Regions from separate parts of the Mus musculus genome. Here all the other regions are linked to region 1. A link is a contact called in public HiCAR-type and promoter capture Hi-C data. All regions are on one chromosome and are shown on one strand. Each heading gives the region's core, a stretch centred on a gene start, on an enhancer-like site or on the middle of the called end of the contact. The rest is flanking DNA. Distances are from core to core; before and after follow the strand shown.

Region 1 (2,810 bases), core at 159-2,658:
CGGTTCTGGCCTGTCTTCCCAGTACTTTCTCTAAGTTTTCCTAACTAAACTCTCCCAAACTGCAGATTGATCACTCTGCCTCTGCTAGGCTCTAGGGAATTCTCTTTCCTAAGAGCCCCATTGTGCTCAACCTCAAGGCTTTTCCATCCATCAAGGCTGAGTCTCTGTAGCCTCCTGGTGGGCTGAGAAAGCCACTTTCTCAAAATCTCAGAAATCCATATACCATTTCAGAACAAATTCTGTCCTAACTATCATGCAGTATAATTTATTCTTTGAGAGCCTCTAACATCTTTTTGTTCCCTGTTGATTATCAATTCCTGACAGGTACAATCCATATTCACTCTCTGATCTGGGCCCCTTTTCAGCATTTTCTGATCCCAATGACTGAAGACAGAAATCTATGACCTTACAGTGGAGGTTTCTCACCATCAAAACATCACCAGGCCCTGTGAGTCCACCTGCTTAACAGACTATCCATTCCTGAACTTTCTCTCTGACATTGCTTTACCTAATGCTTGTTGCCTTCTACTTCGGCTCTTATTTGTTTCCCAACTTTCAAGCAGGATCACTTTCCATAACAAAAACTAGGTCACACTAAGGAGTTTTTAAACGTTTCAATGTCTTCTCTGAGTTAAATACAATAATATTTGCCAGAGTTAAATCCTCACTTTCAAAAAAAAAAAAAAATCCTCACTTTCTCATGAAAGCCTTAATTCCTTATACTAAGCCAAATATCGTTATTATATACCCTCCAGAACCATCAACCCTTTCTCTACATTTTCCGCATTCGTTAACACGTGTTATTCTAGTCTAGACTATCAGCTATCAAGGCGGGAACTGGTTTGTGCGACGCTTGTCCGCTGCTCAATACAATAGTCTTTCTAAATTAAGTCATGTCTTCGCTAACCGACCGCGCAAACAAAAGTACGCGAGGACAGGACAATGCTCATCTTGTCTGACAAAACCCATGCGTGCACCCCATGCCTGCAAGTATTTGGCTAATCAATACGTGCGACGCCGGGAGAAACGACAAGGAGATGGTGTGTCCCAGGCAGACTAGGCCTAAGGAAAAAGAAGTCCGGCTCATCAAGTTTTTAGTTCTGCCAGAGAGACTCTGAAGACACCAGGGCGAAATGAACTGGGAGGCGAGAACAGGAAGCCTCCACTCCGGCTCCCAGCAGCCCTGCGACCTCCCCTCCGTCTTCCCCTTCCGGTGTGGAGAAAGACCCCCCCACTCCTCCGCCCGCCTCTCTCCCTTTCTCCTATGTGCCTGAGTCTACCGATGCAAGGTCACTCACAGACGCAGTGGCTTCTGAGCCATCGGGAATGACAACCAGGGCTGGGACGGCCACCAAAGGCTAGAAACACGAACGCGCGCTCAAGGTTGGAACGCCGGGGCGCAGAAATATGACGTCACACCACTCAGCCAATAGAAATCACCTAGCTATGGGGCGTGTAGAGGGGTAAAAATCTCTCCGCGTTTATTTATTTATTTATTTATTTATTTATTTATTTATTTATTTATTTATATTTATTTATTTAAGGAAAGGTAACTGGAGTGAAAAGGATGGAGGAATTAAAATAGAAAAAAAATGTGTCTTATTTTGTTTGTTTTAGAAACATTTGGAATTATTGAACTGTGCGCCTGCGAGTTTGTATGGATCCCATGACTGCTAGCGCTCTTAAGATCTTTCCAACCCTGGCTGGGTTTTTTGTTTTTGTTTTAGTTTGTATTTGGGGGGAGGGGGACATGCTTGTGTGCATGCAGGTTCCTGTGGAAAGAATAGGAATCTTCTTCTATTGCTCCCAATCTTATTGAGTGAGATAGGGTATCATTTTAACCCAGAGTTCGTTGGATTAGACTAGTCTAGGAAGCCATATTGCCCAAAAGATCCCCTAATTCTGCTTCCTGAACGCTGGGATTCCCCGTGGGACCTGAAACTTACCTGTCTAGACTTACATGGGTACTAGGGATGCGAATTCCAGTCTTCATGATTTGTTATATGGGTGACTGAGACATCTCCCTAGCCCCTAAATTTTTTTTAACACATTGAAAGAATAGCTTCTATTCAGTGTATCGGCATGTCGCTACATTTTCTCTCTTGCTCACTTCTCCCCCAGTACCCAAACCCTGTCCTTCTCACTGAGTTATCTGAAAGCGAAGTGCAGACCTCAGTGTGCACCTCTCAAATACATAAAAATACCCTCCCTTAAGTTACCTTAATATTAGCACACTGAAAAAGAATTAAATTAATTCAGTAACAAGACCTAATGTACACAATGTTTAGTTCTCTGTAATTGATTGTATACATGGGGACTATTTTCATTCAGGGATTAAACAAATTTCACATTTTCATCGGGTCCTATCTCTAGTCTCTTTTTGCTTTGCTTTTGGTAAGTCGGTTTTTCTGAAGGGGCCAAGCCAACCAGCAACAGCCTGCTAAGGACCTGGAAAGGACTGTCCTGACAAGGAAAGAAACCCAAGTTACCAGAATCAAGTTGTTAAGAAAGAATCTCAAATCTCTAATTTTCTCACAATTTCTGCAGTGCTTTTGAGGGGGTTATTAAATCCTTTGCCTCATACATATTAATACCCCTGCTTTGTTGGTAACTTAAACCTTTTTCTTACTTTTTGGATGATACACTCCAGGAGTGGCTTTCAAGACTGAATCTTGAAGACAGATTTGCTAATATGAACAGCTATATGATTTCAGAGATGAGAAAACAACAGTAAAATATGAAAATGTGTCTGTGAAATTTGCCTGTATTATTGTTGCAACTTTCCTATAGGATCAAATCAATTCTAAAAA
Region 2 (2,810 bases), core at 217-2,716, 2.3 Mb before region 1:
AGACAGGGCTTGGTGGCATATGCCTGTAATTCCAGCACTTGGGAGGCAGAGGAAGGAGGTTCGGAAGCTCAAGATTGGGGTTCCCTGGATTACATGAGAGACTCTGTTTCAAAAATAAATAAATAAATAAATAAGCCTCACAAGAACCCCCAGACTAATCCCCTGCAATATGCAATTGACAAGTACACGGGTAGCTGAAACGAGACTGGGAGTTCCAGTCCAGCCGAGGTACTTAGCAAGAACCTGTCTCAGTAACGACAATAGAGGGTTTCAGATTCAGAGAAAACTGTGTTGGTCAGATAGTTAACAGTTTCAAATTTTACATTCAGTTGACAGCAGCCTCAAGGAAGAATTCTAAGTCCTCTTGCTGTAGAACAGTATTTCATTTGTCCTCATTTTCATTACAATTCAGGATTTTCGAGTCGGAGGAGAGATAATCTAATGACATTTATCAACCCACGGGCACAGTTCCCGGGAGAAATAAAAGGTCAAAGAGTGGAAAACTCCTCCATACAAAACAGTAACAATACCCACACAAGCCCATCAGGGCTCAGGAAAAATCAGGCTCACAAACTCGGTTTCCCAAAATTCTTGGTTCTTCTGTTCTGTACTAACTCCGTACCAAAGCATAGCATTGATCATACTCTCTGACAATGTAAGTAATCTCATTCTATTGGAGTGTGTCAGACTCCAAATATTTGTTTGTAATCGGTTAAGAAAGGCTCGACTTTATGACAGGGACAGTACTCGTTCCAGAAAGAAGAAATGAGATCACAATTTCAAGGAAACATAAAAATCTATCGTATTTTGAAGTGTTTGCCAGGATGGGTGCTATGCGCTTTAAATAGGTTGTGTCATCCCGTCCAGGTTCTGAAATAAGTATCGTTATGTTTATTTACAGAAGAAGGCTGAAGCCGAGAAAGGTCAGCCAGCTTAGGGGACAAAAATCCCTTTTAACCATCACTCAAGTCGCGGCTCTGAGTAAAGCGCAGAGGCTGTCACGAAGGACATTTAAAGCTCCCGGGGCGTTGTGGGATTCTCTAAACCGCTCTGGGCTTCAGTTGCCACTCAAAACGCTCGGCGCCAGGGCAGACACCATGACCGTGGCCCGGGGGTCTGCAGCCAGAGCGTCGGGAGGGCTCCACACACGGCCGTGGGACTCGCGGAGAGCAGCGCAGCGGGAAGCACGGACCGCAAAGACCCGCCTCAGCCCCCGCAGGCGCGTCGGCGTAGACACCACGGGAGAGAGGAACAAAGCCCGGGCCTGTGGACCACGGTGACTCAAGGGCAGGGCGGCGACATCGCTAGCCCACAGTCCCGTCTCCTAGGCAGCAGGACGGAAAACTTGGCTCACCTCCGGCCAGAGTCGCAGACCGGCGCCTCCCCTCCACTCGGCGCCTCAGCCGCCATCTTCCGCGGCAGCTTGGTCTGCAGCCCCGCCTCAGGCACCGCCCCTTAGCCCTTAGATTGGCTAGGATGGTTTTCTAAGTCCTGTACGATTGGACGAACCTATGGCCCCGCCTAAATAAGAACCGTTCCATGCTACTATTGGTCTATTCAAATATCTAACTGTCATTGGTAGCACAGAACCAACGAAAGGGCAGGAGAAACACCTGCCCGAGGCCTACCGGGAGATGTAGTTTCTCGTTTTGATTAACCCATGTAGTTCCGCGGATCAAGTCACAAATTCCTGGCTGCGCTCCCCTCCCCGCTAGGTAAATCTCTGAGTTACAAAACTGTCGGTTTTTAAAGTCACTTGAAGAGAAAAGGTTCTTGAGGCCCTGCCCATCCCCCAGTTCGGTAGGCAGTTAACGGTTGCTAGGGAAAAGGGCTCATCACCCCTCACTCACTTAAACCCCCATTCACCCCACCCCCAAGATCCATAGGCTTAGTAAAAGGGAAGAAAAGGCATTTTCTTCAATGGTATATAATCAGTGGTAAATTGCATACGTTCCTGTAAGCTACCCTAAGTAAACTCTTGTGTGTGTATATATGTATGTGTGTATGTATGTATGTATTTATGTATGAATGTATGTATGTGTGTGTGTATGTATGCAGGGGCTGATCTTCAGGGTACATATTTGGGGGAGGGGGAAAGTCAGTATAAAGACACCAAAAGCACTGGCTAGAATAGAGAGGCAAATTTTGGGTCATCCAAACAAGCCTCCTTGGGTGACTTCAGGCCAACAAGAAAATGTGACTAAGCCAGGCAGTGGTGGCGTATACCTTTAATCCCAGCACTTGGGAGGCAGAGGCAGGTGGAAAAAAAAAAAAAAAAAAAAAAAACATGGTATTGATATATGAAATTCACAATTAACAATAAGGGGCAGCTAGAGATGGTTCCGTGGTTCTAAGAACACTTGCTGCTTTTCCTGAAGACTAGAGTTTGATTCCCTGCATTGAAAGGTTCACAAGGGCCAGACAGTGAGTCCAGTTCCAAAGGACTGATTGCCTTCCTATAGCCTCCAGAGCTGGCCTCCGGGGCACATGCGCACAGATGCACAGAGACACATAAAATCTTTTCTAAAAGCAAAAAATATAGATGGTAGAGAGTAAAAAGTGAAGGGAAAGAACATTGTGACCCTGACTTGACCCCCAGACCAGGCAACCTTGACCCTATCTTGACCCCAAGCTCAAAATCAGGGCCAAGAAACAGAATCCCACCAATCCCTGAGCACAAAATTCCCACCAACCCCTAGAATTGCCCCAAAATCAGGCCACAAAAATCCCACCACTCCCTCCCTGGACACCCTGGAAAGCTCTGTCTTCATCGCCTGTCCCGCCCCACCAAGAAACCCTATACAAAACCC
Region 3 (2,810 bases), core at 141-2,640, 2.3 Mb before region 1:
TAGTTTTAAAGCAACTTTATATTACACAATTTACACGTTACAAATTCACTTATTTTAAGTTCTCTCTCTCTCTCTCTCTCTCTCTCTCTCTGTGTGTGTGTGTGTGTGTGTGTGTGTGTGTAATAGAAACTAGGCCACAGAGTTCTGTGTATCAGGCTGGCCTCAAATTTGCTATTTGGCCAGGAATAATTTTGAACTTGTGATCCTCCTGCCTCTGCCTTCCTAGTGTTGGGATTACAGATGTGTGTCACCACCCAGGGGTCTGTTGAAGTCCATTTGAAAATGATCATCATCAGCCAGGCGTGGTGAGTTCCAAGACAGGCAGGGCTATACAGAGAAACCCTGTCTTGAAAACAAAGAAAGAAAGAAAGAAAGAAAGAAAGAAAGAAAGAAAGAAAGAAAGAAAGCGGTCATCAAATTACTGTTCGCTCAGAAGGAAAGCATTCCTGCCATGTGCAAGGCCCTGGATGTAATCCCCAACCCTTCCAAAAAAAATCATTAAATAAACACACTTGACCTAGTGGTTCCCAACCTGTAAGCAAGAGGATAAAGAGTTCAAGGTTATCCTCAGCTACACAGCCAATCCAAGAGCATACTCAAGGCCCTTTCACAAAATAAATAAATATTAAAAAAAAAAACTAATAAAGGTTTGGTTAACCATTAATTCAACAATGCTATCTGGAACAGTTAAGATGGCCGAGGCTCTGTTTTCATATAACCAGCTCACCACTGCTACCCTTTCTAGATGACTAGTCTTCATTTGACTACTGAATTTCGTTAACACGCATTCACTTGCCATATTACAGTTCCTTGCAAAGAGCCAGTAGTCAACGCAGCCCCTAAATGCCCTGGAACCCAAGCCAAAAAACCACGAAATCTGTGGCCGGTTTGCGTTCCAGCTCAGCCATCCACATCAGACAAGGTCTCCATCCTCCTTTCCATCTTTGGCAACAACCTTTTCCTAATCGTCACTCCGAGTCCAAACCTCACTCCCTCTCCTTTCCAGCCTCCTCTGACTCTGTCACCCAAACCTTTAAAAAAAAAAAAAAAAAAAAAAAAAAAAAAAAAAAAAAAAAAAAAAAAGCCACCGCCTAAACCAAACCACTTGACGTGCTGAGGGGAGTGTGTGGAGGTGTAAGTGTGTGGAAGTGACTGTGTGTGGAAGAAACCAATCGAGTCCCCCAAGGTGTCCATCTTGTGGAATGCCAATTAGGCCCGGCTGAGCGAACCAGAATCAACTTCCCAGTGCATCCCCGCACACAGTAGGCACGCCGATGAGGCTCGGGGGCAGCCAGGCTCTACTCTGTGCCCTGGCCCTACAGGCTCACTACTGCCAAGGAGACAGCACCCCCCGGCCGCGCACGGTGGTAGGAGCCACGCGACGTCACCCATTGTTTACAAATCAACCCAAGCCGGCAGCGTTCCGGCTCCCGCGGCTCTAAGGCGCGCGGTGCCACTGCCCGGTGGTCCCTGCCTAGCCCGGCTTGGGCCTCCGCCTCGCTCCCGCCCCAGCCGCGGCTCGCCGAGCCCGCGGCCAACCGAGCTGCCAGCGACGCCCGCACAGCCGCGGGGGCCCGGGCGGGGGGCCATGCCTTGCCGGAGGGAGGAGGAGGAGGAAGCCGGCGACGAGGCGGAGGGGGAGGAGGACGACGACAGCTTCCTCCTGCTGCAGCAGTCGGTGACTCTGGGTGGCTCGACCGACGTGGACCAGCTCATCGTCCAGATCGGCGAGACGCTGCAGCTGGACGCAGCGCACGATCGCCCGGCCTCGCCGTGTGCCGCCCCGGGTCCCCCGCCCCCGCAGGTCCTGGCGGCGCTGCCGGCGGACAAGACCGGGACCCCAGCTAGGAGGCTGCTGCGGCCGACGGGGTCAGCGGAGACCGGGAACCCTGCGCCCCCGGGGGCCGTGCGCTGCGTGCTAGGGGAGCGCGGGCGCGTGCGGGGACGGTCGGCGCCCTACTGCGTGGCGGAGATCTCCCCCGGCGCCAGCGCGCTGCCCCAGCAGCCGGGCCTTGACGGACCCCCGGGGACCGGCAAACTAAGCACCCCGCAGCCACTGTCGGGCCCGTGCCGCCGGGGTTGGCTCCGGAACGCAGCCGCGTCCCGCCGCTTGCAACAGCGACGCGGATCTCAGCCGGAGACCCGCACTGGCGACGACGACGACCCGCACCGGCTCCTGCAGCAGCTCGTGCTCTCGGGAAACCTCATCAAGGAGGCGGTGCGCAGACTTCATTCGCGACAGCTACAGTTACACGCAAAGCTTCCCGCACACCCGTTCCTCGGGCCTCTGTCAGCCCCAGTGCATGAGCCGCCTTCGCCCGGGAGCCCTCGCGCGGCCTGCAGCGACCCTGGCGCTTTCATGGGGAGGGCGCAGCTCAGAACTGGGGACGACCTTCTTGTCCCTGGCAGCTAACAACCTAAGTGGCCACAGCACCAGCCTGTAGCCGGGGACCAAGGGATTTACCCAGGGCTTCACCCAGCCGGAGCTGGTGGTGGACTCGAGCATTATTTGGAAACGGGAAAATAAGCTAAGGAAGACAGCCGAAATATCGCAGATATTTTCATGGGTAACTGAAATTGAAAGCCCCGAACTGTTTGAAACCCAGGACTTAGGTTTGTTTAAAGCAGAATCTACAGAGCGCACCGCAGGCTGTCAGCAGGGCTCCTTTTTTTTTTTTTTTTTTTTTTTTTTTTGGCGTGATTCAACCTGGTCGCTGCAATTCCACGCAGACTCTCCTGGCCAAGCGGGGACCACGTGGCCACGGTGCATGCTCTCAGGATCGGCTCAGCCTGCTATGGAACGAAGGACG
Region 4 (2,810 bases), core at 119-2,618, 2.2 Mb before region 1:
ATTGTTTAAATGTGGATTTTGCTCTCCACTAAAAGGACAGGAATTCATGACACTATCTTAGTATCTTAGTAATAGGCCACTGTCTGGCTAATGTTTAATGCTCATGAAGAAGTTTAATGGAAATAAACTAAGAGTCCACAGCCTGGGCAGGAGAAATTGGTCCTAACAAGTGGATACTAAAATTGGGGTAAGGAGAGACAGACATTCCTTTTTGTAATGTTGTAAGGGCCTAACGTTTGCTTCTCAGAAGGACATGAGCCTGTACACCTACACAGGAGCTTCCACACACTCTCAGCTACAGAATCAACATTTAGTAGAAGAAAAGGGATATAGAGCTGTTCTCTTGGGGCTGGCGACATGAGATGGCTCAGCAGGTAACTAACTGCTCTTCTGAAGGTCCTGAGTTCAAATCCCAGAATCACATGGTGGCTCTCAACCACCCATAATGAGATCTGATGCCCTCCTCTGGCATGTCTGAAGACATCTACAGTGGCCTTATGTATAAATACATATTTATTATTTATTATTATATAATATGTAGTTATAAATGCATATGTATATATTTATTATTGTACTATTATTTTTATAATAATAAATAATAAATTTATGGGCCAGAGCAAGCAGGGCCGACTGGAGCGAGCTGGGCCTACCAGGACGAACAGAGGTCCTAAAAAATTCAATTCCCAACAACCACAGGAAAGCTCACAACCATTTGTACAGCTACATAAAAATAAATAATAAATCTTAAAAAAAAAAAAAAAAAAAAAAAGCTGTGCTCTAACTGGCGTGATGAACCACGCCTTTAATCTAGCACTTCGGTGGCAGAGACAGGAAATCTCTGAGTTCTAGGCCTGGTCTACAGAACTTGTTCCAGGACAGTCAGGGTTACGCAGAGAGACTGTCTCAAAAAAAAAAAAAAAAAAAAAAAAAAAAAAAAAAAAAGCAACAAACTAGAAACAAAAAACAACAAAACAACCCAAAAGAACAATGTTCTGTTGAAGGGAAATAGCAACAACCCACGTTTAGGTTTATAGAGTATTTTACAAGTGAGGCTGAGACGTCTTATGACTTGTCCGAAGTACAAGTTAAAAGGAAAAGGGTGTATATTGGAATTGCGCAGGGATGGGACTGTGGCCTGGCAGGGCTGAAGAACTGGTCAGAGGATAGTTGATCATCCCTAAAGAGGAAGCGCGGCGTGTCCAGTCGGCGCCTGGAGCTCAAGCTCGCAACCAGCACCCTCCGCGCTCCTTGCTTACGTGCGCTCCGTGACTGCCGGGTAGCACGCGGGTACCGCTACGTACAACGCATGCGCACTGCCGCCGCGGTGCACTACACCCCCCCCTTAGCAGGCCGCAGAACTTGCCTGAGGCGCATGCGCACACGGGGCGGGCGGCGGTCTGTCGAGCGAGTGGAAAGATTTCGGGGAGAAAGTGCGCGGAAGCGGGGCGGGAGACTGTAAGTGCGCAGGCGCGACCGGGGCGGGGGGCGGGCTGCGAAGAGAATCTCGGCGATCCTCAGTTGCTGCTGCATCCTCTGCCCGTCGCCATGGCTGCCTACAAGCTGGTGCTGATCCGGCATGGCGAGAGCGCCTGGAACCTGGAGAACCGCTTCAGCGGCTGGTACGACGCCGACCTGAGCCCGGCGGGCCACGAGGAGGCGAAGCGCGGCGGGCAGGCGTTGCGAGGTACGAGCGGGACGAGCGCTGTGTGGCGTACTGGGCCAGCACCGGCCTAGGGGTCGCCTGAGCCCCCGGGCCCTCTCGAGAGGCGGGCACTTCGGTCGGCCTCTGCAGTTGAATTTTCATCTGGGGAGGTGAACGCAGGGTGGGGAACCCGCTTGTCAAGGTCACCCCGTTAAGTCTGAGAGTCTGTGCCAGAAAGAGGGCACAGCCGCCGCTAGGCTAAAATCTGTTCTTCCGGTCCGAGCAGCCCCACCTGTGGCGCCCAGGACCCTTTAGGGTACCACGAGGGCCTAGGGCGCCTGGCGGACGATTCCCCGTGACATCAGTGGCTGTACCGGAGTATACTTGAGGCGCCTGCCCATCATGGCGAAGCGGCAGGTCACGGGCTCGCCCTGGGTAGTGGGGGGGTGTTAGGTGGGGATGTCTAATGGCCTTTGAGACAACCTGGAAACCGCGTGCTTCGGAGAGCTTTGTAGCACAGCAGCAAACCACAAAACCGAATCCAGGAATGTGAGTGGGTGATTTCAGTTGATGCTCTCTCCAGCCCTATGAAGCAGGCAGATCTAATTTCCCTCCTTTTTACCTCTCTCCGTCCTCTTGTTATAGTTTAGAAAAGTGACTGGAAAGATTTGTCCAAGGTCATACAAAACTTAGTTCTAATCCAGTGTCCTTGCCCCATTTCTGGGTGGAGTAACAAGTAAGTGTGAGGAACTGGCGGGCCCTTGGCCAAGGACAGAGGCAGAGCAAAGGGTGAAAGCGTCCAGGAGATAAGCTCGCCTTTGCCTATCCATGCTGGGTGCCCCGCACCACCCACAGTTCTCTGTGATTTTGGAATGCTAATAAGAAAGCAAGGCCTCCCCGCTCCCTGTAGTGAAGAGGCACTTCTCTTGGTGATTAGGGCACATCCTAACTTGGACACGGCAGTAGCTGTGTAAAAGGGTTGCTCATGCCTACCTGAAGTGATCTTGTGTCTTGGTTGCCCTCCCTAGCTTCTTGTACACCCTTTTCAGATGAGGGAAGATTTTGAATACGAATTCCTGAGGCAAGGAAACATTGCTTTTTGAGATGCATGGCCTATGTAGGAGAGGCTAGAAAAAAGGAAAGTACTGGTTAAGGAAGCCATTTTCTT
Region 5 (2,810 bases), core at 171-2,670, 2.1 Mb before region 1:
ACATCTGCATTTTATCAATAAAGCCTTTGCTCCTCTCTTGCCTAGCACATGACTTCCTGTTTCACAGCACGCCAGCCAGCCGGAGCCCAGAGCTTCTGCTGGCTTGGCTGCAGATGGGCACAGCAGAGCATCCAACTGATGCTCCTCCTGGGGGCCCTAGTCTCATCCAACCTCGCTGTGTTCTGTGGGTCCTGAAAAAGGCCACTTCACCTCTGAACACAGTTTGCTTTCCTTTAATGGAGAGATGGTGCCTCCCACCCTGCCTCCTGCAGCAGTTGCTGGGACAATTATGTGTCTGTGTGTGTGTGTGTGTGTGTGTGTGTGTGTGTGTTGGGGGGCGGTCCAGATAGGAAAAGTGAAGGAGCACCCACAGAGGGCAGCATAGCCATGTGGCAACCACCCCACAGGGCCCACATGGGATGCTGTGTCAGAGCGTGGGATGACAAGCTTCCAGAAATGTGCGAGCCAGAGACAGACAGGGCTGTCTCCTCCTGTTTCTTCTGCAGGACTGTGTACATCACCAGAGGGGAATCTCGGGTGCCACTTGCAGTTGTAGAAGTATGGAACATTTGTAGTCCACTGGCAGATTAAACCTAGCTCATAATGACCTCGGGCTCCAGGCTGGGAGTCCCAGGCGAGGAGCTCAAGTGCAGGTCTGCCTTTCCTCTGTGTATTCTCTGTTCTCGGGGAGTGTGACCAGCTCCGCCCACGGCAGTCTGGCATCGCCTAGTACTCGTGAGATGGCCTTAGCTCTGAACTCTGACTTCCTGAGCTCTTAAAACAACACTAGGTTCTGCTGAGGACTCCAGGAAGATGAAACAAACAGATGGACAGGTTCTGTTCATGGCTAATGGACACGCCATGCAGCATAGCCGTGTTTCCCTAGGGCCCATGGGACCCATAGCAGCCACCAGAGGGCAGCAGCCGTTCCAGCTCTTGCTTGGAGAAGGTCTCGGATGCCCACAGGTCTGCTGGGGCTCATACTTGGTTTTTCAGGCTCCCCTGCCTGGCACAAGCTAGACAGCATTTCTGGGCATCCAGCAGGTGGCACTCCAGCCAGACCAATGGCAGCATGTAGGTCCTTTGCAGCCCGTTCACCCTGGCTAAGACTTAGCCAGTTCCCAGCACTGAGGACACACTGGACAGGCCTCTTTCCCGCAGCTGTCCTTCGGGGCGGTGTGCCTTCTGGCTCTGGTAGGCCAGAGGTTAGGGGAGGGGCAAGTTCCCTGGCCTGGACAGTGGCTTCCCATGCTCCCTGGGGCTGTCCGAGGTGAAGGTGACAGGTGGGGGAGGCAGGTGGAGAGTTGAGCTAGTAAGCTCATGACAGATGGAGAAACGAGCCTGTGAGCTAATGACAAAGGCGCCCAGTGGGCGGGGTGGGTGCTTGGGCCTATAAAGACCCCATGCCCTGTGGCTTGCAGAAACAGTCATGGAGGGTACCATGGAGGGGCCCGAGGCGGTGCAGAGAGCCACAGAGCTCATCGAGCAGCGGCTTGCCCAGGAGGAAGAGACTGAGGTGGGAGCTGAGGTGAAGGGTGTCGGGGAGGGAGGGAGGGGGGCCTCAGGGTTAACGGTTGGTCCATCTGTGCTGTCATGAGAAGGGAAAGTCGGCTGCTACCTGGGTCCAGACAACATGCTACTTCCCAGGGCCCAAGCGGGATGTTCCTAACATGGTTGTGGGTGGTGGGAGATGGGGCTTCAGCCCCGCAAACAGGCACTTGGAGGGGGCAGGCCTTCCCGAGACCCTGCCCACTCACCTGGGCTTCAAGAGATAGACTGGACTGGACAGAGAAGACAGATGAGTATTCTCTGGGAAAACCAGAAAGGTAAGGTCCTGACACACACACACACACACACACACACACACAGAATGTCCCCTGGATGCCAGGGCTGGTTGCTGCGGGAGAGCAAACTGACAGGAGTCAGGAAAGGAGATGGGGAAGGGCAGCTGGGACTTAGCCAGGACTGTTGGCAGAGGCCTAATGCACACACGGGTACGTTTTCTCTTGGCTAAGTTAAGTGGGGCTGGACTACTGACTGGTCCTGCTCTACATCTTATTCAAAAACAGTTGAGCCAGGTGTGGTGGTACAATCCTATAATCTCAGAGGTGGAGCCAGCCTGGGCTACATGGTGAGATTACCCCCCCCTGGGGTGGGGGTAGAGGACCAGGAGCCTAGAGTCCAGTGCGTAGGGCGAAGGTGGGCACTAATTGTAACCTTTTATTTGTATCATCAACTAAGAAGAAGGCAGAGGGCAGAAACGGGCGTATGGAAAATGGAGAGTAGTGATGAATGGGTGGGTGAGCCCTTCTGGTCCTCTGGGACTACTCTGGTCAGGATGGAGTGTGAGCTGGACCTTTGGGATTAAGAAGTGTGGTCGGGATGTGGGGAGAGGTACTTGAGGCTAAACAGCAGATAGATAAAAGTGGTCATGAAAATGTGTGACAGACACCAAGAGCTGGGGCTAGAAAGAGGGCCAAGGACAAACCAGAGAAGACCAGGTAAGAGGTGCAGGCTCCGTGAGCAGTGAGGACCACTGACTGTTAAGAGTGCTGTGCCACTGTCTGACCTGTTATAGAGCCGGTTCTGATGTTGCTGATGTTATTAGAGGGGGAAGGGGGAGCCTATCGGAACTCAGAGGCCCCCATCATTTAAGAGAAGTGATGAGCTCAGATTTATCAAGGGGAGTGTGGACAGCAGCCGAGCATCCCAGGAATCTCGCTCCTCCCTCCCCCGAGAGCGTGTGCCCATGGCTGCTGCTGCTGGACAGGAACGTCATCTGCTTGTCATCTCTGGAGTGTGGCCACAAG

Evidence for each region. HiCAR-type assays count read pairs that join an accessible place to other places. Capture Hi-C pulls out chosen DNA fragments and counts their contacts.
Region 2: a HiCAR-type map of astrocytes shows a contact between it and region 1, with 5 times the contacts expected there. The contact joins the promoter of Arhgap19 here to the promoter of Cwf19l1 in region 1. A contact is called at or near these places in 1 of 39 promoter capture datasets (embryonic stem cells) and 1 of 115 datasets of contacts at active chromatin or transcription factors (astrocytes).
Region 3: a contact with region 1 is called in a promoter capture Hi-C map of liver, with 2.6 times the contacts expected there. The contact joins the promoter of Frat1 here to the promoter of Cwf19l1 in region 1. A contact is called at or near these places in 1 of 39 promoter capture datasets (liver) and 1 of 9 other capture datasets (liver).
Region 4: a contact with region 1 is called in a HiCAR-type map of astrocytes, with 4 times the contacts expected there. The contact joins the promoter of Pgam1 here to the promoter of Cwf19l1 in region 1.
Region 5: a promoter capture Hi-C map of pancreatic islet shows a contact between it and region 1. The contact joins the promoter of Ankrd2 here to the promoter of Cwf19l1 in region 1. A contact is called at or near these places in 2 of 39 promoter capture datasets (cranial neural crest and embryonic stem cells) and 1 of 9 other capture datasets (pancreatic islet).

The regions. Positions count from the first base shown.
Region 1 is chr19:44,134,468-44,137,277 of GRCm38.p6, forward strand. It overlaps Cwf19l1 (CWF19-like 1, cell cycle control (S. pombe)), which reads right to left and starts at 1,409. Exons shown (of 14, transcript NM_001081077.1): 1 at 1,299-1,409. The coding sequence starts at 1,321.
Region 2 is chr19:41,800,618-41,803,427 of GRCm38.p6, forward strand. It overlaps Arhgap19 (Rho GTPase activating protein 19), which reads right to left and starts at 1,467. Exons shown (of 12, transcript NM_027667.3): 1 at 1,355-1,467. The coding sequence starts at 1,410.
Region 3 is chr19:41,828,580-41,831,389 of GRCm38.p6, forward strand. Frat1 (frequently rearranged in advanced T cell lymphomas) reads left to right here and starts at 1,391. Exons shown (of 1, transcript NM_008043.3): 1 at 1,391-2,810. The coding sequence starts at 1,589. The coding sequence ends at 2,413.
Region 4 is chr19:41,910,503-41,913,312 of GRCm38.p6, forward strand. Pgam1 (phosphoglycerate mutase 1) reads left to right here and starts at 1,369. Exons shown (of 4, transcript NM_023418.2): 1 at 1,369-1,684. The coding sequence starts at 1,546.
Region 5 is chr19:42,034,607-42,037,416 of GRCm38.p6, forward strand. It overlaps Ankrd2 (ankyrin repeat domain 2 (stretch responsive muscle)), which reads left to right and starts at 1,421. Exons shown (of 9, transcript NM_020033.2): 1 at 1,421-1,516. The coding sequence starts at 1,430. It overlaps Ubtd1 (ubiquitin domain containing 1), which reads left to right. Exons shown (of 3, transcript NM_145500.3): 3 at 1-35.